Linked DNA regions of Callithrix jacchus: region 2 is linked to region 1. Evidence: chromatin contacts called from public Hi-C data. All regions are on one chromosome and are shown on one strand. The core of a region is the stretch at or near the end of the contact, and the rest is flanking DNA. Distances in the headings are between cores, read along the strand shown. Region 1 holds the start of GADD45A (growth arrest and DNA damage inducible alpha). Region 2 overlaps GNG12 (G protein subunit gamma 12).

Region 1 (3,423 bases), core at 454-2,953:
TTCATTCGGCTTTATCTAATCTGCCCTGCTAAAGGAATTAGTCACGGGAGGCAGTGCAGATGTAGGTAGGGAGTAGCTGGGCTGACTGCTGACTCACAGGGATCTCTTCCGCCGCTGGCAGTCCCCAGCATGCTTAGACATGTTCTGTACCACAGAAAATCCTGATGATGAAACTCGTACATCTCGGCTGAAAGTCCAGCCACACTCTGGTGGGGCAAAGGCAGCTAGACTCCTGACCCCACCTACTCCAGATCCACACACAATCAGGCGATCCAGCCCTGGCCTCCAGTCCTTCCGGGCTCTGCCCCGCAGACCGCAGTCCCCCTGTCCCTTACCGTCACCAGCACGCAGTGCAGGTCAGGGGGTTGCTCGGCGCCCTCGCTGGCCGCGGGGCCCGCATCGGTCTCCAAGAGCAGGAGCTCCGCCAGCCGGCCCGGGTTGCTGACGCGCAGGATGTTGATGTCGTTCTCGCAGCAGAACGCCTGGATCAGGGTGAAGTGGATCTGCAGAGCCACATCCCTGTCGTCGTCCTCGTCCGCCGCCAGCAGGCACAGCACCACGTTGTCCGGGTCGCTGGGGGCAGCGGGCAGGGCCAGTGAGCGGAGAAGCGCTGGCGCCCGCAACCCCTGCCCGGGTCCCCGGGGGTCGCCGCCCGGCCCGCTCGCCCCCTCCCCACCGGAGCAGGCAGCCACAGGGGCAGAAGAAAAGCAACAGGAAGTGGCATGGCCGGCCAAGGGGAGCCCCGCCAAGGCGACCTCTCGGGCTGGTGGGGGAAGGGTGCCACGGGGGACTCGCAAGGGTCCCACTTACACGTTGAGCAGCTTGGCCGCCTCGTACACCCCGACAGTGATCGTGCGCTGACTCAGGGCTTTGCTGAGCACTTCCTCCAGGGCATCCCCCACCTTATCCATCCTACATGCGGGCAAGGGCGAGGGGTCCCGTCAGCCCCGATGCCGTTGCCGGCCTCCTCGCTCGGTACCACGCCCCCCCCCCTCGAATGCAAGCACCACCGCGCACCTGGGCTCTCCGCAAACCCGCGCTCCCGCGGCCCCGTCATCCCCGATGACCCCTACACGCCCAAGAACGGGGCGTCCCGTGAGAAGTCCCGAGAGTGCCCCCGCCACAGGCTGCCAGCCACGGGAGCCGAACGGCCACTGCTGCCCTTTGCAAAGACCCTGGTGGGGCTAGTTCGAGTTGGGGGCATGCTCTTTCCGCTCCACGGAGAGTCCCGAGGGAGCAAGGGCGAGCGTTGCCCCGTGCAAACTTTTCTGCTCGCTCACCTGCAAGCCTTCCACAGCCCGGCTGCACCGGGGAGCCCCAGGTGGGTGAGTGAAGTTTGGGCCGGAATAGTCCGCAGGCCGACTTACCTTTCGGTCTTCTGCTCTCCAGACGAGAATTCCTCCAAAGTCATATTGCAACTGCAGGTCGCCCACGGAGAGAGCGCGGCGTGCGGACTGCTCCGGCCACGGCGAACGCGCGGGCGCCTGCTTTCTGCACTCGCTCACAGGCGCTGCGCCGGGAGCTCAGGCCCCGGCGCTGTCTGACCGCCCCTCGCCCACCCCGGCTCCTCCTCAGTGCCCGCCGCCGCCGCTCTGGGCACCCCTCCCGCCTTGCTAGCTCGCTAGCTCTTCGACCCTCTCCTCGCCAATGGCCACACGACTATAATTACGCAGCTGCCTTCCAGCCACAGCCTTCCAGCCACTGGAGGACAAAGGGCCCCGCTCGCCGGAGTTATCCTGCCGACCCTCAGCCAACCACCTTCCGCCTCATTTGCATGCAGCTTGGCCATTGGGCTATGCAAATCAGCCCGCTCCGGCAATTTGACTCCAGCTCCTGGAGTCAGGTTGAGACGAGCGGAAAAGGGAGGAGCCACGCTGGAGGGTAGCCGAAGTGGGTGACTGGGGTGGGCGCGGTGCAGAGAAGCGTTGGCGGGTCCCGCAGGCTCCCTTATCCGGTTGGCGGGGGCCATCTGGAGTGGAGGGCTTCAGCAGAGGCGGGAGGTGGCCTCAGCTTGGGCTGAAGCAGGCTGCCAAGTGTTTCTCTATAATAGTTGCTGCACTTTTTTCTTATTATTGTTTCATGCCTTTTGTTTTAAGGGGTGGCTGCTAAAATCTATTTCCAGGGTTAATGCACTGAAGTCTGGTAATTATTAGTAAGCAGGTTACATTAAAACAGTGTCTCCAGACCTTTGGGGCAAAGTTTACCTCAGAAGTGTTGTTTATCTAAGTCTAGGCGAAGTTGCTTAGTAGTAGTAGTATTATTTCGGTGCCCTGATGGCTGGTTTGATTTATTTTTGGAAGGCTGCAAGGGTTGGAAGCTCAAAAAAGAAAACTCAACCCGTTTGTATTCAGGGATGGCAGGGAACCAAGTTGGAATCTTTTCCACGGAAAGCAGAAAGGTCTCCCACCTGCCCAGTATAACTGGGAAGTCGTGAGCTGGTTTGCGTGGGGAGCTGGTGACCACATGTGGGAATCCCTGGCAACCCAGATTCGCCTTTCTCAAAGAGCCTTGCCCAAACAAGGATCCTTCAGGACGCCCACCAGCTGAGAGACAACCATCTGACACCCACGTAGCCCGCACGTCTAAATTCAAAATGCTCTCAATATGCCTAAGCTCCTTTCCTAACTTATGTATGTCACTAGCTTCCATAGGGAGCCTATGATCTCACTGTGAATTATTGATGTTAGATGTTGAATCATGAAGCTGTAACTCTAGGAAGTTTTTAGTCATATGCTAAAATTTCACCTTTGAGATAATGGCAACTTGTAGGTGGAAAGCAGACCTTTATAACTGCAAATGGTAGTTACACATTTTTGAAAAACCAACTTCAATACATAGATTCTCACTGAGTAGTTCAGAAGTCCCTTCCTTTGTTTTATGGCTTTATGAAATAAATACAAAACATTTCTTAAGCCTACTGAAGTCACCAAAAGTGGTGAAAATGTCTCCCACATGCTTGTATTCAAAACAGTGCTTGCATTATTAAGGTCTCTGTACAGCCAAAGGTCACAGAAGTCATTTTTTTGCAAAGGTACCTGGGAGTTTTGCACCCTTATGTTATCACTCTAGACAAAATATTCTCCAGCTCTGTTGATCTTAATTTGGTGGAAAAGAAAAGTGATGGGTTTTCTGGTTCATTTATTTGAGCTGTCATTTTGCACTCATTTTTTAACTGCGTTGTCAGCCAGGGACAATCTTTGAGTAAAGAAATGGTCATGGTCAGTGCATAATTCACCCAAGGATGCTTAGGTATCTTGTATCCATGCCTTACATCCTAACATGTGATGTATTTGTTAAGGAATTCCTCAACACTGAAATTTAGGTAGGTTACCAAAGCATTTTCAGTTTTGCAGACAAAACCTGAATTACACAATCTAGCCTGAGTCATCATTTGGTGATTGTTAATATGTTCTGTGGAACTCC
Region 2 (3,176 bases), core at 146-2,645, 81 kb before region 1:
GGACTCAAATAATGGTGGCTGTTATTTTCCCATTACACTCCATCTTACAGATAAGAATTTGCCGAATGCCAGGCACAGTGGCACGTGCCTGTAGCCCCAGCTAATTGGTAGGCTGAGGCCAGGGATTCGCTTGAATCCAGGAGTTTGAGCCCAGCCTGGGCAATGTGGCAAGAGCCCGTCTCCAAAAAAAGGTTTTCAATCACATTTGCAGAACACTGTTCTTTTTGTGGTAAATGGCCTTTATGAAGACACTTTCATATGTAAAAAGTTGTTCTTACTGTTTTGTTCAAAAAGAAGAACATTTGCATTTAGTTTACTTATAAATTCCAAACTATAGCACATGTGAAAACAAGCTACCTTAACTAAACTTAAACGACTTTCCATTTTATGAAGGCCTTGCTCATTTTATTGTTAAAATTTGAGTAAGTGATATTGCCATCAGATAAGGAGAAAAATGTGTATTATTTTTACAAGGACCAAAAATATGCAGACAAACTGTGTTTAGCTAAATCCTCTTGATTCAGATCACTTTATTTTGCTGTCTTTCAGTAAAGACTAGTATAGTTTGCACCTTTTTGCAGCCCAAGGAGGTCTGGAAGTTGGGGGTGCATAACCCTCCCAGGGGTAGAGAAGGAGGAGAAGGTGGAGTCTGAACTGATGAGGTGACCCAAACTGGTGACAGGCTTGGTCGGATAGGTGTGGAGAGCTGGCTGGGCAGAGGAGTTTGTTCCCTTTGGGCAGGGCTAGTGTTTCTTTCAATAACTCCACCCTGGTATCTGTCTCCAGGCAATGGGCAGTCCTAAGTAGGTGGAGCTCAGTCCCTCTGCTGAACCCGTATCAGCCTCATTAGAGACAGCACCAGTTTCAAGAGGCCAGGAAGAGACCCAGAGCCAGCACATGAGACATGGGGTTTTATTGCAGGGGAGGGACCAGTGGTGGCAGGCTGAACACTATAACTGCTTGGCCTGGCAGTGAAGAGCCTTGAGTTTCAGGATCTTTCACTGGCAACACTCCGCTCCCATGCCCTGTAGCTAATGTGGTTCCTAATTTTGTATCCTTTTTTTAAAGAGGACCCCCAAAATTGTATAGGGCTTAGAACCCACAAAAACTGGATCTATCCATGGGCCAGGGACATACTCTCTGTGCCTTCTGTCCTGTTGTGTGGTCATCAAGGCACTGAAACTCACATCTGATTTTCCCTTGGGAATAGGCATTGCCCCTGTGTGCCCCTTCTGTAGCTAGATCTGTGTTCCCTCAGGGAAACACCTAACCCTTTCTGTGAGGGGGAAGCAAGGCCCAGCAAGGAACTGCTGTCCAGTCACCTTCCTGGCCACCAGATGCCATCCGCCTCGGGGTGAAAAGGGCCCCCATTCGTGCAGGAAGGCAGGGCAGGCACTCAGACCTCCAGTGGCTTTGTGGTTTCTCAGAGGGAGGCCCTGCAGAGGAGACAGGGTAGGAGGGAGCCCCGTGTGAGGCTTCAGAATTTCCCCAACCTTCAGGGCTGTGCTGATTAAGCCCTGCTCATGCTCAGCCGTAGTCCTGTTTCCTCCCTCTCCCTGCACCGAAGGGCTGGGCTGCTTTGCTCATCAGCCCAAGTGGAATGTATTGAGAAGAAACAGGAGCAGGGAAAGGCCCCTTTGTACATGAATATCTTTCTAGCACTGTATGAGAATCAGGGTTTGAAAATAATTTCCCCTTTCAGGAAAATGCGAGCCAACTTCGCCCCCTGGAGGAGGACCAGAGAATTGTTTAAAATGAGCCCTTCTGATTGATAATCTGGAAAGATTGTCAGCCTGTAATTAGGTGGGAAGGTGAAAAGGGCTTGTCTATAAGGGGTGTGTGTGTGTGTGTGTGCGTGCGTGCGTGCGTGCGTGTGTGTGTGTGTGTATGCACGCATGCTCATGCTTTGTTTTGTTTGAGTTTTTGCCTTGAGATATTTATTGTAAACTTGGGGTTGAATACTCTTATAGCTCTAAAGAGTAAAGTTCACAACTGTTAAATTTATAGTGGACTTTCTTGGGCCAGATTTCCACCACTACTGGTAACTACAACAAATCATTGTTAGTCTTGATTTTCTTTTCACTCCTTGGGGTTGCGCAGACGTAAAGCCCGCTAGTAAGCAGGAATTTTCAACCCCTGGATGTGTATTAGAGATTCTAAAGTATAGACTTTAGCTGTGTCACCCACATTGAAATGTTTTTTATTTGGTCCTGCTAGTTCATTTGCCTCATTTCAGTTACACTTGCTACGATCAACTGCCAGATTCAGTCACAGGTTAACTAGGTAGTAGTTATTTCACTACTATTTCCTATACTTTTTGTGTATTTTTAAAAGAAAAATGCAAAACAGGCAGAAGGATAATGGTTGAAATATATAATAAACTTTATATTTCATCTTCCGATAAAATATGATCTTATTCTGACATTTTTATTAAGCCATTTTTGATTGTTCAGCTGCTTTTAATTACCAAATCTGACCCAGTTATTTAGCTTCTAATGTGTCCCTTGTAAACAAAGCCTTTATCATAAGAATCTCATCTACTCTCTTTATCTCTGGGTAAATATGTTTATCATCTTCATTGTTCTAGATTTTCATCCCCCAAGTGCAGGATACAATCATAGCGTTTGTATTAGTAAGGATTTTAGTGTTGTTTTTTTTCTTTCTCTGCCCTTAGAAACACTGAGCTGTACTTCAGTATTGGAGAGCGTGGCATTGTTAAGAAATCGTTACCCATGTATCAGATTAATTGCCTACTGGAGGCTGTTTCCCTCAGAAGGATGTGGAAAGAAAAGTGTACATACATTTTATAGATTATTATGAGTTATTTTTTTCAATATTTGATAGGAGTTTCTAATGTTGATAACATTCTTATATATTCGGTCTACTTTGATTTTTATATATTCTTATATATTTTGTCTGATTTTTCATTTCATGCAGTTTTTATGCAAGGAAATAATTTTTGACAATATAATCTGTTGCTTTTTGACCCAAATGCATGGAAACCAATTGCCTGAAGTACCAAACAGGCTTTATTTGGAGAAAGAGGGATGTATTTTTCCCAGGTCTAGTTCCTGGAGGATTCCTCCCTATTCTTACTACTTGACTTACTCTGATGAAGTCCATAGGTGATTTGGGGCCTGGGGAGCTGCAACTTCTGCTGAATCAGACTAACTCCA

The links. Hi-C and Micro-C count contacts between places; a contact is called where the count stands out from the background.
Region 2: a contact with region 1 is called in a Hi-C map of skeletal muscle, with 2.4 times the contacts expected there. The contact joins the enhancer-like site here to the promoter of GADD45A in region 1. A contact is called at or near these places in 2 of 3 Hi-C or Micro-C datasets (both in skeletal muscle).

What each region holds. Positions count from the first base shown.
Region 1 is chr7:104,913,232-104,916,654 of calJac240_pri, reverse strand. It overlaps GADD45A (growth arrest and DNA damage inducible alpha), which reads right to left and starts at 1,703. Exons shown (of 4, transcript XM_002750938.5): 1 at 1,368-1,703; 2 at 811-912; 3 at 336-573. The coding sequence starts at 1,411.
Region 2 is chr7:104,994,665-104,997,840 of calJac240_pri, reverse strand. The region is part of intron 2 of GNG12 (G protein subunit gamma 12); the gene reads left to right. Among named protein-coding and RNA genes, the nearest start is that of GNG12, 67 kb to the left of the region's middle. Within about 2 kb of position 1,395, at least 5 of the 16 cell types and tissues checked have an H3K27ac peak or open chromatin away from gene starts, as enhancers often do. A contact at or near this core is called in skeletal muscle, where this site is marked.